Linked DNA regions of Mus musculus: region 2 is linked to region 1. The links are chromatin contacts, called in public Hi-C maps. All regions are on one chromosome and are shown on one strand. Each heading gives the region's core, a stretch centred on a gene start, on an enhancer-like site or on the middle of the called end of the contact. The rest is flanking DNA. Distances are from core to core; before and after follow the strand shown. Region 1 overlaps Chd1 (chromodomain helicase DNA binding protein 1). Region 2 holds the start of Rgmb (repulsive guidance molecule family member B).

Evidence for each region. A called contact is a pair of places that touch in the nucleus more often than the background predicts.
Region 2: a Hi-C map of bone marrow-derived macrophages shows a contact between it and region 1, with 2.6 times the contacts expected there. The contact joins the promoter of Rgmb here to the enhancer-like site in region 1. A contact is called at or near these places in 1 of 39 promoter capture datasets (the 3T3-L1 cell line), 3 of 484 Hi-C or Micro-C datasets (bone marrow-derived macrophages, germline stem cells and nephron progenitors), 4 of 115 datasets of contacts at active chromatin or transcription factors (embryonic stem cells, microglia and neural progenitor cells) and 3 of 9 other capture datasets (adipose tissue, liver and pancreatic islet).

Annotation. Positions count from the first base shown.
Region 1 is chr17:15,771,481-15,778,709 of GRCm38.p6, forward strand. Chd1 (chromodomain helicase DNA binding protein 1) reads left to right here. Exons shown (of 36, transcript NM_007690.3): 36 at 1-1,132. Among named protein-coding and RNA genes, the nearest start is that of Rgmb, 56 kb to the right of the region's middle. Within about 2 kb of position 3,276, at least 46 of the 459 cell types and tissues checked have an H3K27ac peak or open chromatin away from gene starts, as enhancers often do. A contact at or near this core is called in adipose tissue and bone marrow-derived macrophages, where this site is marked.
Region 2 is chr17:15,826,307-15,833,535 of GRCm38.p6, forward strand. It overlaps Rgmb (repulsive guidance molecule family member B), which reads right to left and starts at 4,759. Exons shown (of 5, transcript NM_001372257.1): 1 at 4,315-4,759; 2 at 3,314-3,389. The coding sequence starts at 3,318. It also overlaps the pseudogene Gm3292.

The DNA.
Region 1 (7,229 bases), core at 2,026-4,525:
AAGAAAAAGGATATGTGGGCTCCTGTAGTTTTCTGCTGCATTCTTGTTTCCACGAGCATTTAATCTTTGCTTTAAGTAACAGCTGCCAGAAAGAAAGGTATTTTGGTCAGCAACTGAGAACTGTTGATATGTAATCCTAAAACTGCCTACGTCTGTATAGATGAATCAGTCTTCTATGAAGTAAAACAGATTCTAGCAGTCTCGGCTTCCTGTAGACATTCCTCTAGGATGTCTTACTCGTCACCTCGTTTCTCCTTATATTCAGTGGGAATTTTGGATGTATGTTGTGTAACCATTAATAACCTTTACTCCTGGTCATGTCTCCATGGAGTAGCTGTGGGGCTACCTAAAGTTAGTCTGTGGCTTTGTATTTTCATATCTTTTTTTTTACATGGATAAATATAAAATTTATGCTGTGTATACAAACAAACTTTTTTTTTTTAAAAGGAATTTCATCTTTGGCCTAAAGTTATCCTGAAGCAAACAATGTCTTTTTATTTTTGATATGCAAGGTAATGTGTTGGGGAATAACTCAACTTTTAAACGTCTAGTTATAATTAAAGATAAAAACGATGATACGATTCAGTGCTGGCACACGACTTTTAAAATTTTTCATTTTCCTCCACGTTTAATGTAAATGATCATTTTATTCCCAAAGAACACTTCCCATAAATCCTAATATTAACACAGCAAATAGCTCAGGGTTGGCGCTACATGCCTTTGTGGCTAGGTCATTTGCTTAAAAGCCTGTTGTAAAGAATTTGTAGAAAAATAATGCAATTTTGAAGAATGGGCTTTTTTTTTTTTTTTAACAATTTGCCATTTAATTGAGTTAACTAGCTGAGTTGAATGAAGCATTCTTAAACCTGTATGTAACATTTGAGTGTTAATTATATGTAAAAAGTAACAACTACATAGTAAAGGAGCAAGCCATACAGTTACTAAGATGCACGGACAGCGTCAGTCCTTAGGGATAACAGGGACATTACGCTTATTTCTGTCTTTACATGCTCATTCTGCTTCTCTATCTATCTATTTGTTTAATTTTTTTAAAGATGAGAGATTATGCATAGCATTGTACCAACTAACCTTCCATTTTAATAATAAACAATAAAAGATTCTTATTAAAAGCAATGGCTTGTCTGCTATGTGAGACTGGAAACCAATGAGACAAGACAGCTACAGTGGTGTAAACCATTGCAGTTTGTATGATGTAGCCTTTGGTTAACCACGTGCACAGTTCACCTATCTATTTTTGCAACTTAAAATGAAAGGGTTGAGTGGATTTTATGGTAAGAGTATTTGATGATATTCACCAACCTTCTAAGGTTTTTCTTTTGTGACAGTTTTCCCTATGCTGGAAACTCACTGCAGGCCAGCCTGTCTTGGAAAAGCTATCCCACTGAAATGGCATACATTGTTTCTCCCTTCCCTCCAAATGTAATGTTATTCCCATATACCCCTCCTTGGTCTGTTTCATGGCCTCAGGGTTTTTTATTGTTATATGAATGTGTGTGTGTGTTTCCATTTCTAAATATAGCCTGCTCAGACTGTACACTGTTAACTGTATGTATATTTTCAAGGCTGACCATTTGGAAAACCAATTGGCATGCTCCTCCCTGAGGAAGACCCTCTCCCACTCTCAGCTGCCTTAGCTGCCTGTAGTTCTTTGTGTAGGGTTGAGGCCTGCTGGGCTTTCCCCATCCGTTTGGCATACCAGTTTTCAGCTCATGTTTAGGTAGTTTTATCTGCACTCAAGTAACTTTGGCTAGAAAATTTCCTTTAGCTTTTGTGGTTATATATAGTATCTTTAAAGAGGTAAGGCTTGGAGTTTACAAAAGCAACTAATCGTATTGAAAGTTTTTTAAGATTTAATGGCTTCATCTAAATATGAAGGTACCTTGGTAAAAATTTTTAGTGATTCATTACTCAGCAAAACAGTTTTAGATGTTTCTGAATTGGTACGGAAATTAATAGATATCTTTATCAAACATACTGCAACTCAAACAGATCTTTATTCTTTCCTAGGGCATTGGATATAAGATATGTGGAGGGAAGCAGGCAATGGACAGCAGTCCCAATATCTGTAGATAACTTTTGGTTAAAATTTTTTAAATGTTCACTTATCGGTATTTGGAAGAAAACATTTAGTTCCATTGAAATTATGTTTTCTCCAGTGAATGACTTTTGTAGAAACAAGCTTTCCTTCCTTCCTTCCTTCCTTCCTTCCTTCCTTCCTTCCTTCCTTCCTTCCTTCCTTCCTTCCTTCCTTCCTTTCTTTCTTTCTTTCTTTCTTTCTTTCTTTCTTTCTTTCTTTCTTTCTTTCTTTCTTTCTTTCTTTCTTTCTTCTTTCTATTGTATTTTGAGACAGGTTTCTCTGTGTAGTTCTGACTGTTCTAGAACTAGCTCTGTAGACCAGGGTGGCCTCAAGGTCAGAGATCCACCTGCTTCTGCCTCCCGAGTGTTGGGATTAAAGGCGTGGGACATTACTGTGCATCTTTTTTTTTTTTTTGAGGAATTTTAATTTTTTGTTGACATAAAATTGGCACCATGCTGAAAATACTCACCTCATTTTAGCAGACACAGTGTTCTATGCACGCTATGGTCTATATAAGGAAGTGAAACATGGAAGTACCAAATGGTTAGAATATTAGTTTACACGTGTAAAACAGACACCAAGCAACGGCTGGATTTTCTATGAATTTATTACAGAAATAGTACTATTTGACTAGACATGTTTTTTTTTTTCAGTTTGCTGAGCACTGAATCTCATTTTCAGTCTCATGAGACCAGGTGTCCGTGGATGTACTGAGCTATTGCTAAGTTCACTGCGTGGCTCTGTTCATTTGTATTTATGTCTGTATGCCAATGGCACCTTCTGTTTTCACTACTGTTGGTGATAAGCTCCAAGTTTACAAATGTTAAGTCCTGTGTACTTTTTCAGAAATACTCTGATTCTTAGGAATTCTTTGCTCTCACATTTTATAGGCAGCTGACCAATTTCTCCCAAAAGCATGCTGAGATTTCAGTGGAGATTAATTACATCGGGGAATAATAGTCTCAGGACAAAAACTTCCAACTCAGGAATATTGATCCCCATTATTTTTAAGATTTTCTTTCATTGTGGTGTTACTCTTTTTTTGTATGTGTTGTTAGATGTTTATCTTACATAATTGCAACTTTTAAGATTTCATAAAACATTTGTTTTTAAGAATGACTGTGACCTCTGGCCTTGCTACACATTTATTTTCTCTTCCTCTTTTTGTGGGGTGGGGATTGGGCAGTTAGGGTGGGGCAGGGTCTTACTATATAGCCCTTGCTTGCTTGGAACTCTTGTATAGATCTGTCTCCTTTTGCCTCCCAAGTGCTGGAATTAAAGGCCTGTCCCATGCCTACCCATCTAGCCCCATGTATGAATTTGTGAAGTCTCTGCAGCCGTTAGGTGGTGTTTTGCTGTGCTGTATTGATGACCGCACAGTACTTGCTTTTGCCTGAGCACTGGAATCTATTGGTGATGTTGAGCAATCAGAAGCTGGTAATTCATACTGTTTGGGTACACAGAGATCATTGTCTTTCTAGTGAGCAGTTTCCTGCCACAGCAGTGTGCGTGCAGGATGGCTGCCAATCACACTGGGCCTATAAGTATTCACTGTGATGTAACTGTCCCTGTCTGCTTTACTTCTAATACACGATTTGTGTTTTCCAGCTCCCCTTAGAGAGCTTCGTCACTCTTTGGGATTCATTGCTTGGTAATCTTTGCTGTCATGAGTTAAAAATTATTATAATTCTCTAGTTTTTTTTTTGTTTTTTTCTTGGATGAGAGGAACATTCTTTTGTAAATTGTCCATGTTCTAAGAAGTGACACTTTAAATTGTTCTTTTGTTTTTCTTTTTTGTCAACTTTATCCTGAAACTCTACTTACAAAAAATATATACATAGAGCATTATAAATGTCTACTCTGTGAGCTCTGGCAATGGTATCCTGCTACAGTGATGATGCAGAATATTTTTATCCCTCTGAAAGTTTTCCCTGTGCCCCTTCCCAACTAGCCCTCCTTCTAAATTGGCAGGAAACTACACACTGATCTGCCTCAAGTTACACTAGCTTAGACTTGTCTTTGCTAGGATTTGAACTAGGTGAGACCACTGGGTGCACTCGTTCCATCTCACTTCCTTTGCCCGACAACATGTTTCTGAGACTCCTTTATGCTTTGCGTGTTAGTAGTTCATGCTGGTTTGGGGTTTTTGTTTGTTTGTTTGTTTTCTGTTTTTTTTTTCTTTCTTTGTTAATCGTGGGGGAGGTTGGCTGGGGGTGGAATGGACTCTCACTTCACATGGCCCATGCTGAGGACAGCCTTGAACTTCTGATCCTCCTGACTCCATCAGCCAAGTGCTAGGACTAAACGCATGTGCGGCCATGCCTAGTTTTGCTCATTCCCTCTAACTGCTGGTGATATCGTTGCTGTGGGTGCGCTGCTCGCCCAACAAGAGGCTGCTTTGTTTCCGGTGAAGAGGAGTAACATTTCTATGAGCTCCTTCTGCAAATTGTTTTATACAAGTTTTCAGCTTGGTCATGTGGGCAAGAATCTTTGGAAGTTTTCATGTTATTTGATGGGTGCGCATGCACGTGTGTGCACATACACACACACACACACACACACACACACACATACACACACAGAGAGACAGAGAGAGAGAGACAGAGAGGAGAGAGAGAGAATTCTGATTACTCACACACACATACTCTATTATCTCCCTTTCTGTCAACCCCAGTTCATTCCTACTCCCAGATTCCTGACTTCAGGGTTGGTTTTATGATCCCCTTTAGTTAACTCAGACCATCTTTGTGACCATTGTATTAGAACTATCTATTGGCGCTTTAAATAAAGATAAACATACCCTGACGGATTGTGTGTGTGTGTGTGTGTGTGTGTGTGTGTGTGTGTATAACAATCTCCTTTCATGTCTTTTGAAGCATTACACTGCTGTAGTCGTCACTGGGCTGGGTAAGAGCACACCAGAACTCCCTGCTCTTGTCTCAGTGTGACCTAGTTCACTGCTTCTCTCACCTCCCTCCCCGCCCCCACTCTGCCTGGCTTCCCATAACCACCACTCGCTCTTGGAAACTAGCCCTTTAGATCCCCACACAAAGGAGATACAGTGCTTGCTTGGCTCTGCCTGTCTTATCTTAGTATATGCCTCATTGCCATCAATGTCATAAGTGACATTCATCATTCTATGAGGGAATAGTATGCCATCAGTTATGTATACTGCCTTTCCCCACCCTCCCCCCCCCCCCCCGGTCTGCTATCCAGTTCTGAATTTCTGTTTTGTGGTTATTGTGAATAAATGCTGCAGAGAACTTGGGCATGTGGGTATCTCTTTAACATAACGATTTTTTTCCTCTGACTATATACTATCTGGTGAAATAATTGGATTATATTTTTTATCAACAGCATATCGTGGTACCACTGTCTCCATACCCTCCCCAGTGCTTTAGCTTCTTTACTACTAGCTAGTCTGATTAAGGTATAATGACTAAGGTATAGTGATATCTCACTGAGGTTTGGTTTTGTAGTTCTCTTTAATGAGTGATGCGGAACGTTTTTCTGCGCACTATTTGGTCATTTATGGTTTTGAAGATGTGTCTAATTAGGCCCACTATGTGTTTTTAAATTAGGTCATATTTTGTTTCCTATTGATTTTTGAGGTTCTTTCTCTTGCGCGCGCTCGACTTGACCAGCAAGAACGACGCTGCAACAGGATCCTTCTGCACACGTTTATTGGGAGAGCTTGATTGCAGAGGCGAAAAGACTTCGAGCCCAGAACTGGTGCTGCTTTTATAGGCCTAGGAGAGGCGTGTCTCATACCCGGATTGGTTATGCACTAAGCCTCATTTGCATGTTCCTCCTCTGATTGGCTACTCTCTCTCAGTACCTCACAGAGCCTCATTATCATATCTCATTTGCATGTCTCACATCCGATTGGCTACTCTCTTAGTGCCTTACAGAACCTCATTATCATGCCTGGGCCAGGCAGTGTTTTTGCAAAAAACTTTCCTGCATATGTACACATTGGTTGTTTGTCCAATCTTATGCGTGGTGGCCGGCAGTAGTCAGTGCCACTCAGCAACGGCACATGTGGCTTCCCACATCTTTCTATATGTTGAATGCTAACGTGTATGTTTTATGTGTATGGTTTGCAGACACTTCCTCCCATCATCCACGTAGTCTCTTCACTCTGGGTAGGGCCACAGCTTCAAGTGTGTGAGCAGCCGTTCCTGGAGACACCAGCTCTTTACTGTGCTATGCAGAGGATTTGGTCAGATGCCATCCCATTTGTCTACCTGGCTTTCATTCTCTTTGCTCTTAGAATCATATCAAACAAACAAAAAACAAATAAAACATCCTTTCCTACACTGGTGTACTGAACCATTTTCCCAGTGTTATCTAGAGGTATCAGTGTGCCTGGCTTTACTGTACTTTGAGGTGATTTTTTTGTTTCTTTTTCTTTTCCTGCATATGGATATCCAGCCCTTGGCCTCTTGTTTCTGACGTATGTTGTATGCACATGTTTAAGATCCAGTTGATGCGGGTGTATGGCTTGACTTGAATACTCTCTGTTTTGTTTTACTGGTCTGCATTTACACCAGCACCGTGCTATTTTGGTTATTTCAGTTCGTTAGCGTATTTTGAAGTCAAATAGTGTAATAATGCCCCCTGCTGGGCTCTTTTCCTTCCTGTCGATTGCTTTATCTAGTAGGGTTGTGTGATTTAATTAAAAACAAAAAACAATTAGGAGACTAGAGAGGTGGCTCAGTGGTTAAGAGCACTTACTGCTCTGGCTATGAACCCATGTTTGGTTGCCAGCCTCCCTATGGCAGTTCACATCCATCTGTAATTCCAGCCCCAGGGGATCCAGTTTCTTCTAGCCTCTGTGATTGCTAGGCACGCACACAGGACACATATATATACACATAAAACATACACATACTAATAATAAAATCACTTTTTTGTGATTTGGTGAAACATCTCTTGTGCTTTTACTTCAGGTTTTATTTTGAGGCATTGATCCACCGTGAATCAATTTTGAGTAAAGCTTTTAGGTTTATTTATTTTATTCTGTATGAGTGTCTGCCTGTCTAATGCCTGTGCAGGCCAGAAGGAGGTATTGGGTTCTCAGAAACTAGAGTTCCAGACAGCTGTGAACTGCCATGTGGGCATTGGGAAT
Region 2 (7,229 bases), core at 3,509-6,008, 56 kb after region 1:
CGCCGCGATGAGCAGGGCGTCGCGAGCGCAGGGAGGCGGCAACAGGGCGCAGAGACATCGAGACGGCCGGACGTGGCGGGCGGGCAGAAAGAGGCGGGAGAAAAAGATACAAAGACCGTGAGCGAGCGCCGACGGCAGCCGGGAGCTCAAGGGCTGAGCCCTAGCTGGCGTGGGCTCGACGTGCGTGGATCGGAAGGACCTCACCAGCCGGAGCAGGCAGTGGCCCGGAGAGCTCCGCACCGCGGCCTGCGCGGTCAATCAATCTCAGCCCCGCACTTTAGCCCCGCCCTACCAGGCTCCCACCAATCCTTGGAGGCCCCGCCCCCGGTCAACCTCCTCCTCCACTTTCCATTGGCTGCGAGCGTGCCTCCCGCCCTCGCGTCTCACTCAAGTTCCGTGTCCGCCGCCCGCGGGTGGGGCAGCTTCTTCAAGGCTCAGCCTCCCTCCTGCCGGCTTCCTTGTGCTTTTTTTTCCTCCAACCCTTTCCGCGATCACGGTTTTCTGGTACCCAATAGAAATGGGCGACAGCGAACCGGCCTTTAACCTTTCCTTGAATTAATGAGCTTCAGGTTCAGCTTCCTCCTAGGTTTTTTTTTTTTTTTCTTCCTTGTTTTTAATGACCCTTCCCAACTCCTTTTCCTATCCCTGAGAGCTTCAGTTACTTGCAGGAAGCCAGCGCTTTCCCAAGCTCTGTGTAGCAGGTCCCCCTCAACCCCCACCCCTGTCTCAGCCAATCGCAACTGTTGGACGTCGTAGCAAATTTGTTGGGGTCTCTTGGCAGAACAAGAGTCTATCCGAGCCGCGTTAGATACTCAGATGACACCGAGGTCCGTAGCAGATGGGTGGACTGAGAAGGTACCTGCGAGCTCCCAGCGGAATTCGCTGGCAGCTGCGTGAGGCTCTGGTGTTTTGGTTTCTTTGACATTTTCCCAGCTTCAAAGCGGAGAACGGGAGTCAGGGATTGGGCGAACTTCAACGTGTTCGGTTACAAGGTAATTAGATTAATGAGAGTGGTGAGTTTTTATGCAGTGCAATTATGCCACGATTTCTTGTTGCTCGGTGGCTTTTCCACAAGTTTCCAGTCTATTAAATTAATCCAATGGTAGGTCTGTTTCTACCTGACTTGTCCTCCAAAACCTGGGGCAAACCCCCTCCAACTATCTCCAAGGAAAAGGGCTAGTAAACGGAGACAAAAGAAAGCACTTGTGGAGGAGTTGACGATAGGATCCAATTTGTCATCAGATAGTGTGAAGTGGCATCTCCTCTGGAGAGTGGCGTCAGTGCTCCTAAGAGCCACGTTACTTTCCCCCTGCCTCTGCCATTCTCCAAACTGTTGAGGACTGGCATTTAAAATGCACTTAGCGCAATCTAAATTACAGTTTGCAACTTCACCTGCTACATTACCCAGAATCTCTAATTAGGAATCTCCTATCAACTACAGGCACATTAATATTCCACATGTTACAGTGTGCTGATCAATGACCAAGGATAATTGGGGGGCAAGCCTTAAGTCTCCCCATCTTATTCATTAGACACACTGTGGATTCCTCAAACCACCAGATCCCTAATGAAGGAGACCTGTCTGTTTTTACTGTAATTTTTCATTACTTATTACAGGCCATGATGATTCAAGTGGTAAACACACCTTTCACTACTCAAGATATAATCCAAGCCTTATGTCTATCTTTAATATGCTTAATAATAGCCTCAGAGTTGCCTGGAGAAATGACTTTTCATGGGGGGAGGGCTGGAAGAATCTGACAGCTTTACATAATGGTGTATACTAAATGCTATCAGGACAAACATTTTTACCATCTTGCAGTTACTACATATAATAGACGAAACACAGTTCAGAAAATATTAATAAGCATCTTTCTTTTAAAGAGTGATCACATGATGCTCTTCTTAAAAGTTCTTTTAGCTTGGAGCTGTAGAGATGGTTGAGTGGTTAAGAGCAGTGGCTGCTCTCCCAAAAGACCTTAGGTTCACTTCTCAATGCCCACCGGCAACTCACGATAGTCTGTAACTCCAGTTCCAGGGGATTCGAGACCCCTTCACGTTCACAGGCACCAAACACACACATGGTGCACAGACACACATGCAGGCAAAATGTTCTTATACAAAGATTTTAAGTGCTTTTAGATAGCTGATTAACAGCAAAGTGTAGAGTTTTCTTACCTCAATATTTAATTATATCCCCAAAGGTACATTAGGCTATCATTACATCTCATATAAACAAAAGGTTAAAGATCAGTACATTCAATTTGGAGTCTTTCTGCTGATGACTTCGCTTTTTCTGCACTATCTTGTGTGTATATATGTATGTATATATATATATATATATATATATATATATTTTAAATACAAGGGGGTCTAGATATTCTTATCAGTAGAGGGCACCCTCGAGTTGCTTCAAATCCTGATATCAAGGAAAAAAAACTGGGGTGGTGGTGGTGGGGGAGGAGAATCATCTTTAAGGTGTTTTACTGCACCTCTGTTGTAAAATTTGACAAGCTTAAGACATGTATGCCTAACAATTCACTTTTTATTACAGCGAAGTGTTCAGCTGCTAGAGGAAAATGCTATTTTTTTTAAAAATAAAGTACAAGGTGGTTCCTATTTTCATGACATCGGGTTCATTGATACAGTCTGGGGTGAATCTGGATGTTAGTTAGCAAGATTTGAAATCAGCTTGGAAACCAAGAGCATGTTGAATGGCTGGTTATAGGGTGGCCACTCGTCAAAGCTCCCATGCATCAGGTTAAAGCAGAATTTGGGACGGGACAAAGAAAAACCCAGGGAGGAAGCTAGAACAAATGTGAGGATTATAAAAGTTTTACATTTTAATTAGGAAAAAAAGTGAGATGACTGGAAACTTGAGCAACCCCCAAATCCACCTTGTGTCTTGCCATCTGCATTCTTTCTCTCTTCCCCTTTGTTTTCGAGGAGTGGTGAGAACAGAACAGTGCATCTAAGAGACCCAGCAAAGCATACTACACCATGGGCATGCAATTGGGTAATTAAAACGGATGCCAGAAACGTTAATAGATTCTAAACATGATGCAGTTTCATTTCCCAAATCCTTACATAGTGTCTTAACTGTTCCCCAGGTACTGTATCTCCAAACCCAGAAACCTAACATGAGGGTCTCTGCTTAACAGCTCACCCAGGACAGAGAAGTCTGCAATAAGCTATTTGTGTAACCCATTCCGGAGTAAGGGCTCCCCTGCTGCTCGTTGCTCCACAGTGTTTGAAAATAAGGGGCTGGAATAGCCCAGAGTCCAGCAGCATGTAGCGCCTGGCTTGTACTTACATCATTGTTAACCCTTCTGCACCTGGAAGGGGCTCAGCGGGATCAGGATGCCCCCGAGCTCCGGAACACGCAGGACCTAGGTGTAAGAGAAGAGCCCCAGGGCTCCGTGTGAGCGCTGAGCCCCTGGAGAAAGAGAGAGAGACCACGGAGAGTGCAAGGGGTTGCATCCCCGGCCCCTTGATCCCTAACAGACTCCAGTAGGGCTCGCTTCTGGCTCTCAGGGCTAGAAGCGGCAGGTGCAAAAAGCATTTGGGAGCCGCTTGCCAGTGCTTGGAGGTAATGTGCTTCCTGTCCATTTATCTCAGGAAACCAGCACAGCCTTCCCTTCGAAACAAAATTAACCTCTCATTAGCCAGCCACTCACTCCCAAGAAGGCCTTAAAAGCTTTACCCTCTCACTAATGTATTTAGGCTTTTCTTCCAGGCAAACGAAGCCGAGGCTGTACTAACATCAGCCCCAGGGGTTCCTATGGGCTCCCTCAGGAGCCAGCCAGCCTTTCACCAGTCTAGTTTGGGAAATTGGCCAACACAGGATCCCAGTTTGTAGAAGCAGTCCGACCCAACACCCCTGAACGAACTTCACACCACCCCCGCCCCCACGATAAGTTTGTCTCTGTTTTCTTGGGCTCCTCTCACATTAAAGCTTCAGCTCCATTACCCCCGAGGAATGGGGAAGGGAATGGGGAAACTTCAGTGGCCAGCTGTTCCCAGGTCATAGGAGGCGACTGTCCCTTAGGGGAAGCGTCTACGGAAAGCTGGGGGTTGGGGAGCAGCCTTCCTTAGACTCTAGTCGGTTCCAGGCATTGCAAATTAAACGTGGCCAGGAGCTTTTGGAACGCCAGGGCTTTCTCACCCTGGACCCCACAGCCCGGAGCCTGGCAGATTTATACCACACAGGTGGACCAAGACCTAAACAAAACAGTCCCGGCCGCTGCCTGCTATTCGCCCCCCCCCCACCGTCCTCCGGGCCCACCGCAAACTTCAACAAAATAAACAACTCACCACAGGCATTCCCTTGTCTGCAGCGCGACGCTTGCCAGCTGGGAAAATAAGCCGCAAGCCACGCGGCCGGGGCGCAGGAGGGAGGCCACGCCGCGCCCGCCACTCTGCCCCAGGTGGGCGGCAGGCGGGCGGCTCCACCCGGGGGCCGCTCTCCAGATGCCGGTTCCCGAGTGAGCTCCGGGGCAGTGCTTGCACCCTGCCAGCCAGCGGGGCCTCTCTGTCACCTAGGCGGAGAGGGCGGGGAGACAGGTCCCTCTCCCCAACTTCCTCCAAACTGTTCTCTTCCCACCCCTGCCCCACGGCCACAGAGGCAGACAACCTCTGCAGCGCCGGTCCCCAGTCCACCGCTCTACCCTACTGTCCTGCTGGAGACCCGACGGCAGGGAGCGTGGTACGCCTCTCCCCGTTTCCAGGTCCTGCTCTCTCCTCTCCCGCGGTCCTACACACCGGCTTGCACAAAGGCGCCTTTCACGCCGCCAGCGCCGCCCTCTGCGCCGCCCTCCGGGCCCGCAGCGCTGCCTTTACCCACCCGGCTCATCACGGTCCTGCTGCGGGCTCTGCCTGTTGTCAGCCGGACGCGTGCGGTGTTCGCACTCCGCGCCGCCACGACGGCAACAGACCCCCCTCCCCTCGATTTTTCTCCTCGCTTTTTATAGCTGTCCATCAGTGCCCTCAAAAGCACGTCCCTCCAACTATCCTCTAGGGTCTTCCTACTGCGTGTAACTGTGAAGGAGGTGACAGGGATGGTCCTCTGGACGTGTGCGAGCACAAGAGGGTTATCGTTCCTGTCCACCTGAGGTGCCAATATGACTTGGCTTCACGTCGAGAGAAAGGGTAGAAAGAAACCCCTTAGACCCAAATGAGAAAGTGTATTGTAAAAGAACTGGCTCAGGAAATGTTTCAGGACGACGTCCTTTGCATCCCGTGGAAGGAGATGGGGGAGGGGAGATCGAGCTATGTTCTCCAGGGTGATTCTTTTTTTTTTTTTTTTAATAATACAAAGTAAATTATGATTTTATTGTGAAATTCTCATAGATGGAAAATTAAATTGAATATTTATTCTGTCCATTTTTCAATTTACAATAATCTTACCACTTATTTTTGTACCATGTATTTCAATTGTCTGTTTAGTGAAAAATAAACCTGTAATTTCTGGCTTATTTTTAGTTTAATATTTTATCATTAAAGACCTCCAGGGTGATTCTTGAGCTTCATAGATAGTTAGCGGCAGCTCACTCATTCTAGAACAAGAGTGCGGTTTTGTTTTGTTTTCTTTAGTTAAGACAAAACTCTAAGCATCTGGGCTCAGGTAGTTAGTTAATCCTTATCCTCCCCAGATCGCCTTCTCTCCACTAACCTTTACCTGCAGTTTCTCCATCTAACGGTAGGGGCAGCATAGGGTAGTATAAAAAAGGGCGGGACTTCGAGGGTTTAACTTCTGAACCTTGGGTTCACTATCAAGAAAAATGTGGAAGGTTGAGGACTCAGAACTCCCAGGTTCAGAAATTCAATAACAAAAGACCCCTCGTCATATTCCCTGTCTGGATTTTTGCATTTCATTTTCCGTTATCTTCTCTAAATACCAATCAAATTGGGGAGAAAACCAAACCAAACCAAACCAAACCAAACCAAACAAAAATACCTTGAGTCCGTTTAAGGTGTCTGTAAGATACACTGGAACCTGCTCTATTTGGTATTGAGAACAACAACAACAACAACAACAACAACAACAACAACAAAAGGTGGCGGTGGTGGTGTTGGGCTCAGTTAGTGGTCCTACAGAAACAGGAATTTTAATGTCCCCACTTGTTTTGCCTTTGAAAAGCCACTTGAGCAATCAGCCCAGCAGAGCTTTAATTTAGAAACTAAAGCCTAGTCTCCTGTGTTTTTCCTTCTCCTTCTACCAACACAAAGACAAGCTGCTGCATAGCATAATGTTGAAAACGAGTTCAAAGGAAATCCAGAGAGTCAGCTCAGAAGGCGACTTCTGATGCAGCCCAGTTCTTCACTCCTCTGCACAGCTAGCTAGACTTCACATAAACACAGACACAAATCATCACAATCCCCTTTTCCATAATACTGGCCGATGCAAAAATGGATGCCAATTGTTATGCAAATCGCCTCAGCTTGTATTTATTTAAATGATACATTTAACTTTTCCACAGTCTCGTTTTTTTTTTTTTTTTTTGTCCCACTTTGAAAGCTTGGGCTTTAGTCCCCTCTGTGGTCATCTGTGCCTTATTTCCTTGTAGAGTTTTTGAAATTAATGCACAAAAAGGCTGAAATTTCATGACGTGCTAGTCTGTCTGTCTTTCTTTCTTTCTTTTCTTAGATCATCTGAATTTTCTAATCCTTCTTTACAGGTTACCTAGACCATTTTTGATTAAGAAAACTGTAGAAAGTTGGTAACTGTCACACACAGATGCCGGTTGGTGGCACATGTCAGTTTTCCAGATTTGTGCTTTGTGGGGTATCTGAATACACTGCACCAGGTTATGGTAGATTTTAGTCCACAGGTCGATTTTCCCCCATTTTTTTTAAAAATGTAAACCCTAAAGTATTCTTACAGAATTTTCTACGGTACTTAGAGAATTCTTCAGCTAGGTCAGCCCAGAGTGGGTACGGAGGCTGGGGCTGTTCACCAGTGCTGCCAGGGGCTGAATTGCTTGGCCAGTCTTGGTGGCTAGGTTCCAGTTTTCAGCAGTAATTACCTGCAGACAGATCTGCCCCTTTTCATCAATGTCAGGGTGGTAGATCTTTGTTTTAAATGTGATGTTGGGTGGTTTGAGTGGATACTTTGCTGGAAAGTTTATTTCAGTTCTGAAGGCATCATATGGAGGGCCGTCAGGAACAATAAGCCCTTGTCAAGTCAGTCAATTACGTTTGTCAACCTGGGTGTTAGGGAAGATTTCATC